Linked DNA regions of Mus musculus: all the other regions are linked to region 1. Evidence: chromatin contacts called from public promoter capture Hi-C data. All regions are on one chromosome and are shown on one strand. The core of a region is the stretch at or near the end of the contact, and the rest is flanking DNA. Distances in the headings are between cores, read along the strand shown.

Region 1 (2,712 bases), core at 188-2,687:
CTGGAGAGGTAGCTGAGAACTCTACATGCAGATACACAGGCAGCAGGAAAAGTCAAAAACAGTTTCAACCATTTCAAGGAAAAAAATAAATGGTGCCTTTGTGTCAGGCTGATCATCCCCGACTTTCTTGATGGTCAGAGATTACTATCTACATAGAACAAGTAGTTGAAGGCAAAAACACCAAAGATTTAATATTTCTTCCAAGAACTGTATTCCAATTAAAGACTAATTGACGAACTCTCCTAATTCTTTCTGTTCGGAGAAACCCACCAAGGAAAACCAAATTACAGCTACATGAATCCCTTCCCTCAGGCTTTCCCCCCATTTTTCCATATTTCCACTTTTAACTATTTTGACCAGCATTATTATTCAAAAGAGAGCTCAAAAGCGAGGTTGAAATAGATTTCCAATGGAGAAAAATGCCCTCTACACAACAAGGAGCCTTTGCCTAACATAAATAAAGCCTCGGGTTCAACTGGCCCTACTGTAAGGAGACAGTTGTCTGAATCCACGCATCTCAAGGACAGCTTCACTATCCTGCTGACAGAAACAAACTGAGTCCGTGTTCCCAGGCCCAGGAACCAGCTCCTTTGCCCCTCATCATTTTGAGTTACTCACCAAATGTCCAGGATGAGGCCTGACCACCAAGATTCTGAGAAAAAAGCCTTGAAACCAGGTGGCCCAGGGGAGGCTTCATCACCAATGATTCCTTTACCCCTTTCCTGTGACAAGCCGCAGGAGTCATCAAAATCACATTGGCGACTCCCTTGCCCAACCCCTTATGTCAAAATACGGCTGGACAACGCTACAGCCCACTCACTCCACTCCCCTTTGCTCTGAGGTCTCATCCGAAATATGCTGTGCAATTTTCCTTCCGGGACGGGGTCTATGCTATTGTCCCTGACCGGTCAGGTTTTTCTGCTTAATTAAAATAAAGATCTTGCTTTGCTGGACTCTTGTGCCTGCTTGTGTTTTGTTTTGGGGGGACCCCCAACAGCTGAAAAAAATAAAGAAAACGAAAGAAAAACACACCGTGATCACGGAGGAAAACTACAGCAGGGCAAACGAAAGTGCAAGGGCAGAAAGACCCGCAACAGCGCTCACACACCCTCTGTCGTTCAAAACGCAGTTTGCGTTCAGCATCACCAATCTACCAGCGCTGCAAATTCTGCAGAGGTGTAAGTTCGAGGCATGGACCCACACTGAAAGGACTGGCATGAAACCCGTTTCGTAGTGAAGGGACAGAACTGGACCCTGGTCTCCTGGCAGTGTCACAGATCTGCCATCCTCGAAGCCAGGAGCCCGTGACACACTCACCATTCTCTGCTTTTGATGCATACTGTGTCCTCTCCAAGGAGCCTGAAATTAGAAGAAGTGACAGTAACCGAAGAAGAGTTGACACGACTCTTCCCGCAGCTGCACCGGCTTCAAGATGGTAGCAAGTGAGGAACCCTTCGATTATCTGCGCTTCTTATTGGACAGGGGAATAACAGCGCCGTTGATTGGTGAATAACTCCCCCTGCCTCCTACGAGCTTAATTAAAAAGAAATCAGCCTTTCTGAGTACCGCTGCAGCTAAAATCACAGTTGTCACTCATGACCCTTTTAGCTTGCTCTTCACTAGAACAAACCTGGCGCAACCTGAAGTTTTGTGGCATTTAAGGAAACATTCAGCAGGATTCTTAGTGCATGCGTTTTCCAACTACACACCCTATCCCCTAAAGAACTAATGCTACAGCTTTACAGTGGAGCCTCTAGTGTCAGTACCCCAAGGAGAAAACCCAAGACTTTTCCTTAGGAAGAGTCCCTATGTCAATCTGGGGGCATAGGGAAAAAAAGAGGACCTGACATGCAAGCTCAAGATTTGGGGAGGTTAAGCTAAAGCTTTCGCAAACCTTGTGTTTCAATATACCCGTTTTCTGCCAAGAAAATTAAAACATATCAACAATGAATTCAACTATAAATTGTCTGGAGAAAAATGGAATTGCACACCCGAAGTTTTCTACAAAGGATTCAACAGGTCTGAAAAGCAGCCTTTGGACGTCAGCCAAAAAGGTTTCTTTGCCCAAGGAAATCCTCTATATTCAGGAATGTAAAATGGTCTCAGCCTCCCAGATCAACACTGATTTTGGACCAAGAGCTTCACAGTGGATCTGTTAGGTTCGGGGAGAAGCCAAGAAAATTGATTTCAAAGACAGCAGCTTAAAATGAAAGTTTTATTCTCTGAGTACACAGAGAGGTAGCCAGCTCGGGATCTCTACTGCATACCTGAAGGGAAATAGTATAGCATATTAAAGGATGAAACCACAAGTTCAGGGGGAAGCCGGGTGGGCTGTAGCATTGTCCACTCATATTTTTTTTTAAAGATTTATTTATTACATGTAAGTACATTGTAGCTGTCTTCAGACATTCCAGAAGAGGGCGCCAGATCTCCTTACGGATGGTTGTGAGCCACCATGCGGTTGCTGGGAATTGAACTCAGGATCTTCAGAAGAGCAGTCAGTGCTCTTAACCGCTGAGCCATCTCTCCAGCCCGTCCACTCATATTTTGACACAATGGGTTGAACAAAGGAGTTTCCATTGTGGCTCTGCCCCTGACTGGGAGCAGTCAGTCAGGAAGGTGATGCACATTGGCGACTGGGCCTTATCTGGGGCCACCCAGTTTCAATGTCCTTGAAATCCTGGACATTTGGCCTGTAACTCAAAATGATAA
Region 2 (2,700 bases), core at 173-2,672, 360 kb after region 1:
CAATTGTGAGAAACTAAGTTCAATTCCCAGCATCAATGTTAAAAAAACAAAAACAAAAAAAAAAAAACCCTGGGTGGAATGGCATACACCTGCAACCCTGAGAAGGCAGAGACGGGGTCAGAAGATTCTTGAGGCTTGCTGGCCAGCTAGTTTAGTGGAATCACTGAATTTCAAGTTTGGTTTGAGACCAACTCTGAGTCCAGAAGCTCGGGATGGAAGTATGGCGACAGGGCTGATTTCAAATAAGGCTTCTAAGGTTACTATGGCTGGGCTGAAACACTATGACCAAAGCAACTTCAGGAGGAAAGGGTTTATTTGGCTTACAATTCCACATCACTGTCCATCATGGAAGGAGGTCAGGACAAGAACTCAAACAGGCAGAAGCTGATGCAGAAGCCATGAAAGATTCTACTTACTGTCTTACCCCTCATGGCTTGCTCAGCCTGCTTTCACCAGCCCGAGGATGGCACCAACCACCATGGGCTGGGACCTCCACCATCAATCACTAGTTAAGAAATTACCATAGAGATGGATCTTATGAAGGCCCTGCTGGGACAGACTCCCAGACTAGGTGCGTAAGAGGAACTTCCCTAATTATTTCCCTAATTGTTGATTGGCTAAATGAAGATGGCAGAAGCTAATAGTTGGATGAAAGAGAAGACAAGATTTCCGGGCAGGACAGGAAGAGATGACAGGAGAAGACTGGGAGCTGGACCAGGCGGCAGGCCTGCAAGGAGTTGCAAACAGGTAGGTTTCTCAGGGCACCGATAGCTCATGGCCTCTGCAGTTGTGCCTGAGGAGGGCAAGGACGATGGGACAGGATATTCTTTTATCAGCCTTTGAGTTACCTGGTCAGTTTTAAACTACAAAAGTCTTTAGTGTTTTCCTTTCACAGGGCTAAAGGGAGCTGGGTGAGACCGGAGTGGCCATTGTGGCACCAGGCAAGTAGCAAGCAGAGACCAGGAGAGCTAGCATGGGAGCTGAGTAAGACCAGGGTGGTAGTTGGCAGTCCGCAGAGCCAACCGCAGGGTTGGCTGATCGTTGGAGCATGAGTGGTGGCTGTGGTCGAACGCAGGAGGGACTGCGTTGAGCAGCTTGGCAAGGCCAGCTGGAAAAGTGGGCTGCGGTGTGAGAGAGCAATGGCCAGCACCATGGCGGCTAGCCGGACCAAGCATGGGTTTCCTAAGTAGAGCTAGCTGCGGTGTGATCTCAGAGTTAAGTCGTGAGGGGCAAGGGGAAACGTGCTTTATAAAATTACCTGGGAGGAGCAGAGATAAGCCGAGCTATGGGAAGAGGCTCAGAGCAATGGACTACTGGGAAAGGGTACCCTCCAACCTGCTAGGCTGACTGCACCCACACTCCTGTAAGTAACCCCATAAAGCACATTGGTTTGCAAAGTTGGACTTTGGTGGTGTCATTATTTTGATTTGTCATCGTTTCCCTGTCTGGTTTCTTCATATCCTCCCAGGAATTATGTCACAGAGTGTTTACCACTGACCAAAGTGACAATCACACCAAAGTCCAACTCAGTAAATCAGCAATTTTTTATTGGGGTTACTTGCCAGGGTATTGGTGAGGGCTTACAGAAACAGGGGTAGCTCAAAAAAGTCCACCCATCACAAAAGGGCAACAATGCAGGAAAACTTTAACCCTGAGCTCACTCAGTCTCCTCCCGAATAGTTGTTTGTTTCTTCTATAAAACTCGAGAAGGGGCTTCAAGAGTCTGGTGAGCCAAGCAGCAGTGTCCCAAGCCTTTACTAATAGCACTCAGAAGGCAGAGGCAAGTGGGTCTCTGTGAGTTGGAGGTCTACAAGGCAAGTTCCAGGATAAGCAGAGCAACCCTGTCTAGAAACAAACAAACAAGCAAAAACAAATCTGGCTCGGTACATAAGATGCTATTTGCCTACTGGGCCTCATAAACCTTCCCTCTTCCTCCTGGACTGAACGTGTCAAATAGGAGAAAACTGCCTTAGAACATCAGGCAGAACGGGAGGGGAAAGACAGTGATCCTTGCAGGGGCAGAATGTTAGAGACCACTCCAACCTCCATCTACCTAGCCTCGCTGCCACCTCTGTCCTGTCATCAAGGGCATCAGGTGTCAGGTCTTAGAACTTTCAGAAAAGAGGTATGTGTTCCTCCTGGAATCCCGCAGCAGTTCATTATACTAAACCTGGGAAAACTAGTATTTTCAAAGCCTGCTGTTCCCAAACTGTCCTGCAAAGGGAGCATTCTCCATGGTCAGGAGACCAACAGATGACTGTAGCCAGTCAGAAACAGGCCTAGCTGTGTTTTTAAGAATTACACAGGCATCTGTTGTGATCTGTGGAATGCAAAGACCTACACTTCCCCACCCCCTGCAGCCATCCGTTGTCACGATCCTAGGCAGAAGCAAAGGGAAAGGGAGAATATCTGCACAGGGTCCCCAAGACTTATTTGCTTCAGAGGGACAAAGGACAGGAAATAGGAAACAAAGACAAGGGGTAAAGGACAGGGGAGAAGGGGTGGGAAACACAAGAGATGGGAGAAGGTTGTTTGTCCCAGAATGGGACAAAGGACTTCTGGATAGAGAGGAGACCAATGTAGCCCATAGGCAAATGGCAGTTTATAAAGGTAAATTAAGAAACCAGGTATTAGGATGGAGTGTTTAATTAGACATGCTAATTAGAGGAAACAAAGAGGGCTTTTGATTGCTGTACTTCA
Region 3 (2,700 bases), core at 49-2,548, 460 kb after region 1:
AATAAAGTCATTGCTTAGCATGCACAAACCCTAAGCACTTCAGATAATCACTACCAATGTTAAAAAGTGTTCATCCTTGACCTACATTGCATAATGGAGCCCACTAATGCATCTTCAGGACAGAGGGCAAAATGAGGAAGGACAGTGGCCAAGAAGTGGAAGGGAAAAAAACTACAATCTCTCTTCTGCACCCAAACAGTAGGTGGAGGTAAGAAATCGCAGCTGAATCCTACAGGGCAAATAGCAACCCAGAGAGATACAGTCACTGATCTGAAACCAAGAGAGATGAGCCAGGCAGGAGGCAAGACCTTGGACATACTGAAGGAAGATCTCAAATCCAGCAGTGAAACAGAATATACCAGGGATGCCACTACTCTGTGCTATTCGCCATGGGATCCACTGACTATGACACATATCCAGGAACTTGAGGAATCCTCAGTCCTGCTGAGAGTATGGCCCACAGTAGGCTGGTGCCAGGTAAGAGAGAAAGGCTGATGAGCACAACTTGGAAAGAAAGATAAATGAATGTGGGGTTGTGATGAGAATAGGGGCCCAAATAACTTTCTTTGCTTCTCCCTGCTACAGGCTCCAGACCTTTCCTGATGCCTAGGGAACACATACACCCCGGTACCCCCAGCCTATCTGCCGCCATACTCACCATGCCCAAGTGACCTGAAAACCAGTTTTTTTTAGGAGGCTGAGGGAAACAACTGAGGCGGGAGCAGTTCTCATAGAATGAGTAAGTCCAGGCAAGGATTCTGGCCAAAATCCAGGAAGCCACTCCAAGCAGCAGAAGATGCCATGACGAGGTCACCACAGAGCCCAGGTCCAGCCCAGACACACTTAGCCGCAGCATCCTGCTGAGCAGACAGACACAGGAGGAGATTCTGAGGTTTGGAAGAGGAACCTGGAAAACTTCAGAATTTTGAGCATGGGCAGAAACTGGAGAGTAGAGCAGGGAGTAGAGCAGGGAAGGGGATGGAGATACAGGAAGAGACAGAATGAGAGAGAGAGAAGGAGGCAGGGAACACACAGACAAGAGCTGTTGAAGTCTGGGATGGCTCTGCCTGAAGCACAAACGGTTATCCAGGAACCCAGGCTCACTTGTGCCAATTGTCTCCATGGAGCCACCCCAACACTGATAAACTCATCCTGATCAGAGTCAGGACCCTGTCTTGCCTCAGAGCCCAAGTCGGTACCTTATCTCAGGAGCTGCTGGTCCTCTAAGACCTTCTCCCCAGTCCTGTGAAAAGCATTTATCCCCTGCTTCCTAACTTCAGGAAGCTGTGTGGGAGGCTGGGTTAGGCTGGACTGAACCAATCAAATCCCTCCCAGGCTCAGCCACTTCCTCCCTGCCTGGGCATCAGGCCAAAACAAGTTGGGCGGGGCCAGACTGGAGTGGAGGGGAAAGACTCAGGGCAACACACACAGGCAGGTTGCATTTAGGATGCAGCACCTCTGAGTCAAGGGCAAAGGTGACTCTGGGCCCTTCCAAGGGCAACAGTCTGCTGATAAAAGCGTGAAGGAGGAAGTACAGGTGCCAGGATGGTGTTCAGGATGTTCCCTGAGCATCTCCCAGGGATCTCTGCACATCTCACTGGTGGGAGTGCAGCATGCAGAATTCCTCACTGCAGAACTGCAGAACTGCAGACCTGTCTCTGGAATGCCTCTGCTCACCGACTACAGTCTTGCAGCATTCAGTCCTCTCCCTTAGCAGCCCAGCCCCTGGATAGAAACAATTCCAAACTAGACCAGAGAATCCAGCCATGGTCAGACTGAAGAGATAGATGTCCTGGCTGGGAAAATACACCTGGCAACTAAAGGGTCAGAGTTCAGCGGGTTTGTGAGGATGAAAGGAGTCAGACTGAAGTGCTATGAGCACAGGGGTACAGGCAAGAATGAACAAGCCTGCAATGGCTTGTCTTCCCAGGATCAAATGGCGACTTGACCTTAACAGGAGTGTATGCTGTTCAGAAACCCTAGATCGGCAAGTCATGGACTTAGCAATCACTGAACCCTCCCATGGCCATGCTCCCCATTATTAGACAAGTAAAAGGAGCCAACATCACACCAAAGCGCGGACATAAAGAACAATGGGTGGACCAGCTCAAAGGTTGGCAGATAAAAGCAATCTCAAAGTCCTGAAACAGAGTTAAGGGTACTTGATTGGTGGTTGATAGAGCAAGATAAGGGCAGAGGTCAGTGGAGAAGTCCAGACTCGCCAACTCAGGGCTCCCCAAACAAGAAATGAGGGACTATGGAGGCTAGGGGTCCCTAATAGATCAAAATTAAGCAACCTCAAGACTTCCTCCCCAGGGGATTTTTCACAAGGTGTTGTTTCCCTTTCCTCTAGTAAATTTTTCAACTTCACAGGTACTTTTTAAGCATAGGCAAAGTCTACAATTTCACAACTACTTATGACACTGAATTCTAGGGTAATGAACGTCTAAAGGAAACACACAACATTTCTAAAAGAGTCCACACTGGAGAAGACACAAGGAAAGACTGTATGGAACAGAGCAGTATAAGGCCCCCACTTGTCACAGTTGAAGCCATAGCTGTTTCGCTTGACTTAGCATTCTTATTTTTTCTTTTATTTATTTGATTTATGTATAGAGATGTTTTGTCTGCATGTATGTGTCTGCACCACACACAAGCTTGATTCCAGAAGCTTTGCAAAGAAAAGAGTGTGAGATCCCC
Region 4 (2,700 bases), core at 15-2,514, 310 kb after region 1:
TCACCAAACATCACCCTGCGTATGATGTCACTGATGTGTACAGATGTTGTGAGCTTCGGTGTTTGCAAGTGAAGCAACTGAGACCGAGTCACCCAAAGGCAAGAACAGACTTGGTCAAAATCTAAGGCACGGGGTCAAGGAATGCTTACGGGAGGGTGAAGAGACAACTCTTATCTCAGTTGGGCAACAGGACTCAATGGTCCATCTTAGGGAAGAACTGACAGCTTTTAAGTAAAAAGTGCTTCAGGAACAAGAGGCAGGAAGACAACCCATAACTCTCCTGCTTCATGGGTGGTAGGAGAGGAATACCAGAGATTACCCCCAGGCAAACATGGAAACCCTGATATGGATTGACAGAAAAATGGCATTGACGTTGGACAGAGCTTCCCAAGAGGCCTCAAGTCCAGCAGACAATGAGGGAACCCCAGGGGTCCTCACTCTGTATTGTCTACCTTGGAAGTGTCCACCAGTGTAAGAAAGATGGACTAGAAATTAATCCAGAGCAAAGTAGGGGTGGAGGCAGGGACATGAGAAAAGCTAGTGAAGGATGCTGGAGGACTTCAGACCCATCCCCTGAGGTCCATTCCTGGTCCATTCTCTCCAAAATACAAGACCCACAATATATTGCTGCACTCACCATGCCTAGGTGACCCAAGAACCAATTCCATTTGGGGGGTTGAGGGAAATCACAAAGATGATGATATGTTCTGTAGAAGATATAGGTCTGAGTCAGGACACGGGCCAAGAGCCAGGAAGCTCCGATCAGCAGCAAAAGCAGCCATGGTGAGGATGCCTCCAGCCTCAGTCCCAGCCAAGACAGGTCCAACTGTGGCATCCTGTGGGGCAAATGGACAGACAGTGAGACTGGGAGGTTGGAAGAAGGTTGGGGCCATCAGGCATAATGGACCAGGGATATGAATAATGAAGGCTGTTTGTAGGAGGAGAGATCCATGGGGTGGAAATAGGCAGTAATATGGAGGAAGAGGAGGTGGAGGTAGAGGAGGAGGAGGAGGAGGGAGAGAGGGAGAGAGGGAGAGAGGGAGAGACCCAAAATTCCTGAATGAAACTGCCAGGAGATGTTACCTGAAAAACCCCATGTCTGAAGCCAACAGGATCACTCTGACTTTTTGGCTTCAGATAGCTGGTTATCTAGAAATAAGCAGCCAGGTTCAGGCTTAGAGTTCTCTTTAACCTACTCTTAGCCAGGCACCTTCTCTCAGGAACAGTGAGTTTCCCACGGTTCTCCTTCCTTTAGAGTTTCTTTGTTCCTGGCTTCTGCTCTGAAGGAGGCTGAGCTCAGTTGTGTCAGCCAATCCTTCACAGGCCCAACTGCCTCCTCCCCTCTGGGGCAGAAGGCCAAAAGGAGGGGGTTGGGTCAGCAGGGTACAGAGTGAAATCAATTCAGGGTCACAGCATGAACACCAGAGCCTTAGAACTTGTTCCCTCTCACATCATGGGGGAGGGCGGGGGGTGGGGGGGTGGGATGGAGGATGGGCATGGGGATGGAGGTTGAGGGCAGGAGAGATTTGGGAGCAAAACTCTGAGGTTAGCAGAGGTAAGTCTGAGTCTAACATCCACAGCCAAGTAGGGGTATCCCTACGCGTCAGAGACTCGTCAGAGACGACAGTGTATCTAGCAAAATCATTAACAGGAATTCTCCTGCTAGGAGAATGCAACCAGGCCAGGCTTGGTCACAGACCATCTCCCAAAGTCCTCTGCACTGGACTGCACTCACAGCATGTACCTTTTTTTTTTTTTAAATACACAATATTTTATTAATTTGTTGTTGAGAATTTTATGCATAAAATGTGTTTTGATCAGACTTGCCTCCTACTCTCCCGCTTAATTCCTTCCAGATTGGCTCCTTACCCACACCCCTCCCTTTTTTTTTTTTTTAAATAACTTACTGATTCAAATAGGTGTAGTGCCTATCAGGGACAAAAGGCTTACCAGTGATCAGACCCTCAGAGAAAGCTGACTCTCCCACCACCATCAGCTGCCAATAACTCCTCAACTAGGGGCTAGGGCTCACCATCCCTTCCCCAGTGCTGGAATGTTGGTTATCTTGAGCTTGGTGTTATCTTGGGTTCACTGCAGCGTCTGTGAGCTCACTAGAGCAGAGGTCCTACCATACCCAGAAGGCATTGTTTGGTCCTATTCTTCTAGACTTCTGGCTCTTACAGTCATTTCGCTCCAACTTCCACAAAAATCCTTGAATCTTGTGGGGCCCATGTGGGCGTGGTATAGTTTCACTTAGAGACAAGTTCTGCTCACTGCACAAAGAAACTTCTCTCATGGGGTCTGAGACCTGCATGTAGCCTTTCATGGCACAAAACTGGGAGGTCCAGGATGCCTCTGCCTACCAGCTACACAGTCAGGCAAAATTCAAATGCTGCTCTGAAGCAGCTCAGGGTCTGGAGAGAGCCACTACTCTCTGGAGCAGCAAAAAGGAGTACAGCCCAATGACCAAGTCCCCAGGTCAGATGCCAGGAGTCAGCAGCTCAGCTGGGAGAACATAACTTAGGTTGACCTATATGTGAACTGAGACATGGTGAGAGGGAGGAGACATGTGATGTTGAGGTGGAGAGCAGCCCTGAGCAGACAGGTACAAGCAGAACACAGCACTGGTCACACAACAGCCTTGAGGGTCAGTCTGTACAGGCCACCTTTTTTGAGGGCCACTTATTGATTTTGCAGCTG

What was found. Promoter capture Hi-C pulls out the DNA fragments that hold promoters and counts their contacts.
Region 2: a contact with region 1 is called in a promoter capture Hi-C map of liver, with 3 times the contacts expected there. The contact joins the enhancer-like site here to the promoter of Zfp952 in region 1. A contact is called at or near these places in 14 of 39 promoter capture datasets (the 3T3-L1 cell line, the HPC-7 cell line, HPC-7-derived erythroid cells and 6 more), 2 of 15 datasets of contacts at CTCF or cohesin (the NIH/3T3 cell line and stem cell-derived epiblast-like cells), 6 of 484 Hi-C or Micro-C datasets (all in embryonic stem cells), 8 of 115 datasets of contacts at active chromatin or transcription factors (the 230-238 cell line, embryonic forebrain, embryonic hindbrain and 2 more) and 1 of 9 other capture datasets (embryonic stem cells).
Region 3: a promoter capture Hi-C map of stem cell-derived epiblast-like cells shows a contact between it and region 1, with 3 times the contacts expected there. The contact joins the promoter of Cyp4f16 here to the promoter of Zfp952 in region 1. A contact is called at or near these places in 16 of 39 promoter capture datasets (the 3T3-L1 cell line, 3T3-L1-derived adipocytes, the C10 cell line and 9 more), 2 of 15 datasets of contacts at CTCF or cohesin (embryonic stem cells and stem cell-derived epiblast-like cells), 5 of 484 Hi-C or Micro-C datasets (differentiating embryonic stem cells and embryonic stem cells), 8 of 115 datasets of contacts at active chromatin or transcription factors (the 230-238 cell line, embryonic stem cells, large pre-B cells and 2 more) and 2 of 9 other capture datasets (embryonic stem cells and macrophages).
Region 4: a promoter capture Hi-C map of embryonic stem cells shows a contact between it and region 1, with 2.9 times the contacts expected there. The contact joins the promoter of Cyp4f15 here to the promoter of Zfp952 in region 1. A contact is called at or near these places in 8 of 39 promoter capture datasets (the HPC-7 cell line, embryonic stem cells, hippocampal neurons and 1 more), 3 of 115 datasets of contacts at active chromatin or transcription factors (bone marrow-derived macrophages and embryonic stem cells) and 2 of 9 other capture datasets (adipose tissue and embryonic stem cells).

The regions. Positions count from the first base shown.
Region 1 is chr17:32,991,864-32,994,575 of GRCm38.p6, reverse strand. It overlaps Zfp952 (zinc finger protein 952), which reads right to left and starts at 1,437. Exons shown (of 4, transcript NM_001045559.1): 1 at 1,318-1,437. The coding sequence starts at 1,338.
Region 2 is chr17:32,636,118-32,638,817 of GRCm38.p6, reverse strand. Cyp4f37 (cytochrome P450, family 4, subfamily f, polypeptide 37) reads right to left here. Exons shown (of 13, transcript NM_001100187.1): 13 at 2,634-2,700. Among named protein-coding and RNA genes, the nearest start is that of Cyp4f37, 16 kb to the right of the region's middle. Within about 2 kb of position 1,422, at least 7 of the 459 cell types and tissues checked have an H3K27ac peak or open chromatin away from gene starts, as enhancers often do. A contact at or near this core is called in liver, where this site is marked.
Region 3 is chr17:32,535,155-32,537,854 of GRCm38.p6, reverse strand. It overlaps Cyp4f16 (cytochrome P450, family 4, subfamily f, polypeptide 16), which reads right to left and starts at 1,298. Exons shown (of 13, transcript NM_024442.2): 1 at 1,200-1,298; 2 at 659-857. The coding sequence starts at 856.
Region 4 is chr17:32,684,195-32,686,894 of GRCm38.p6, reverse strand. It overlaps Cyp4f15 (cytochrome P450, family 4, subfamily f, polypeptide 15), which reads right to left and starts at 1,264. Exons shown (of 13, transcript NM_001346538.1): 1 at 1,084-1,264; 2 at 638-836. The coding sequence starts at 1,097.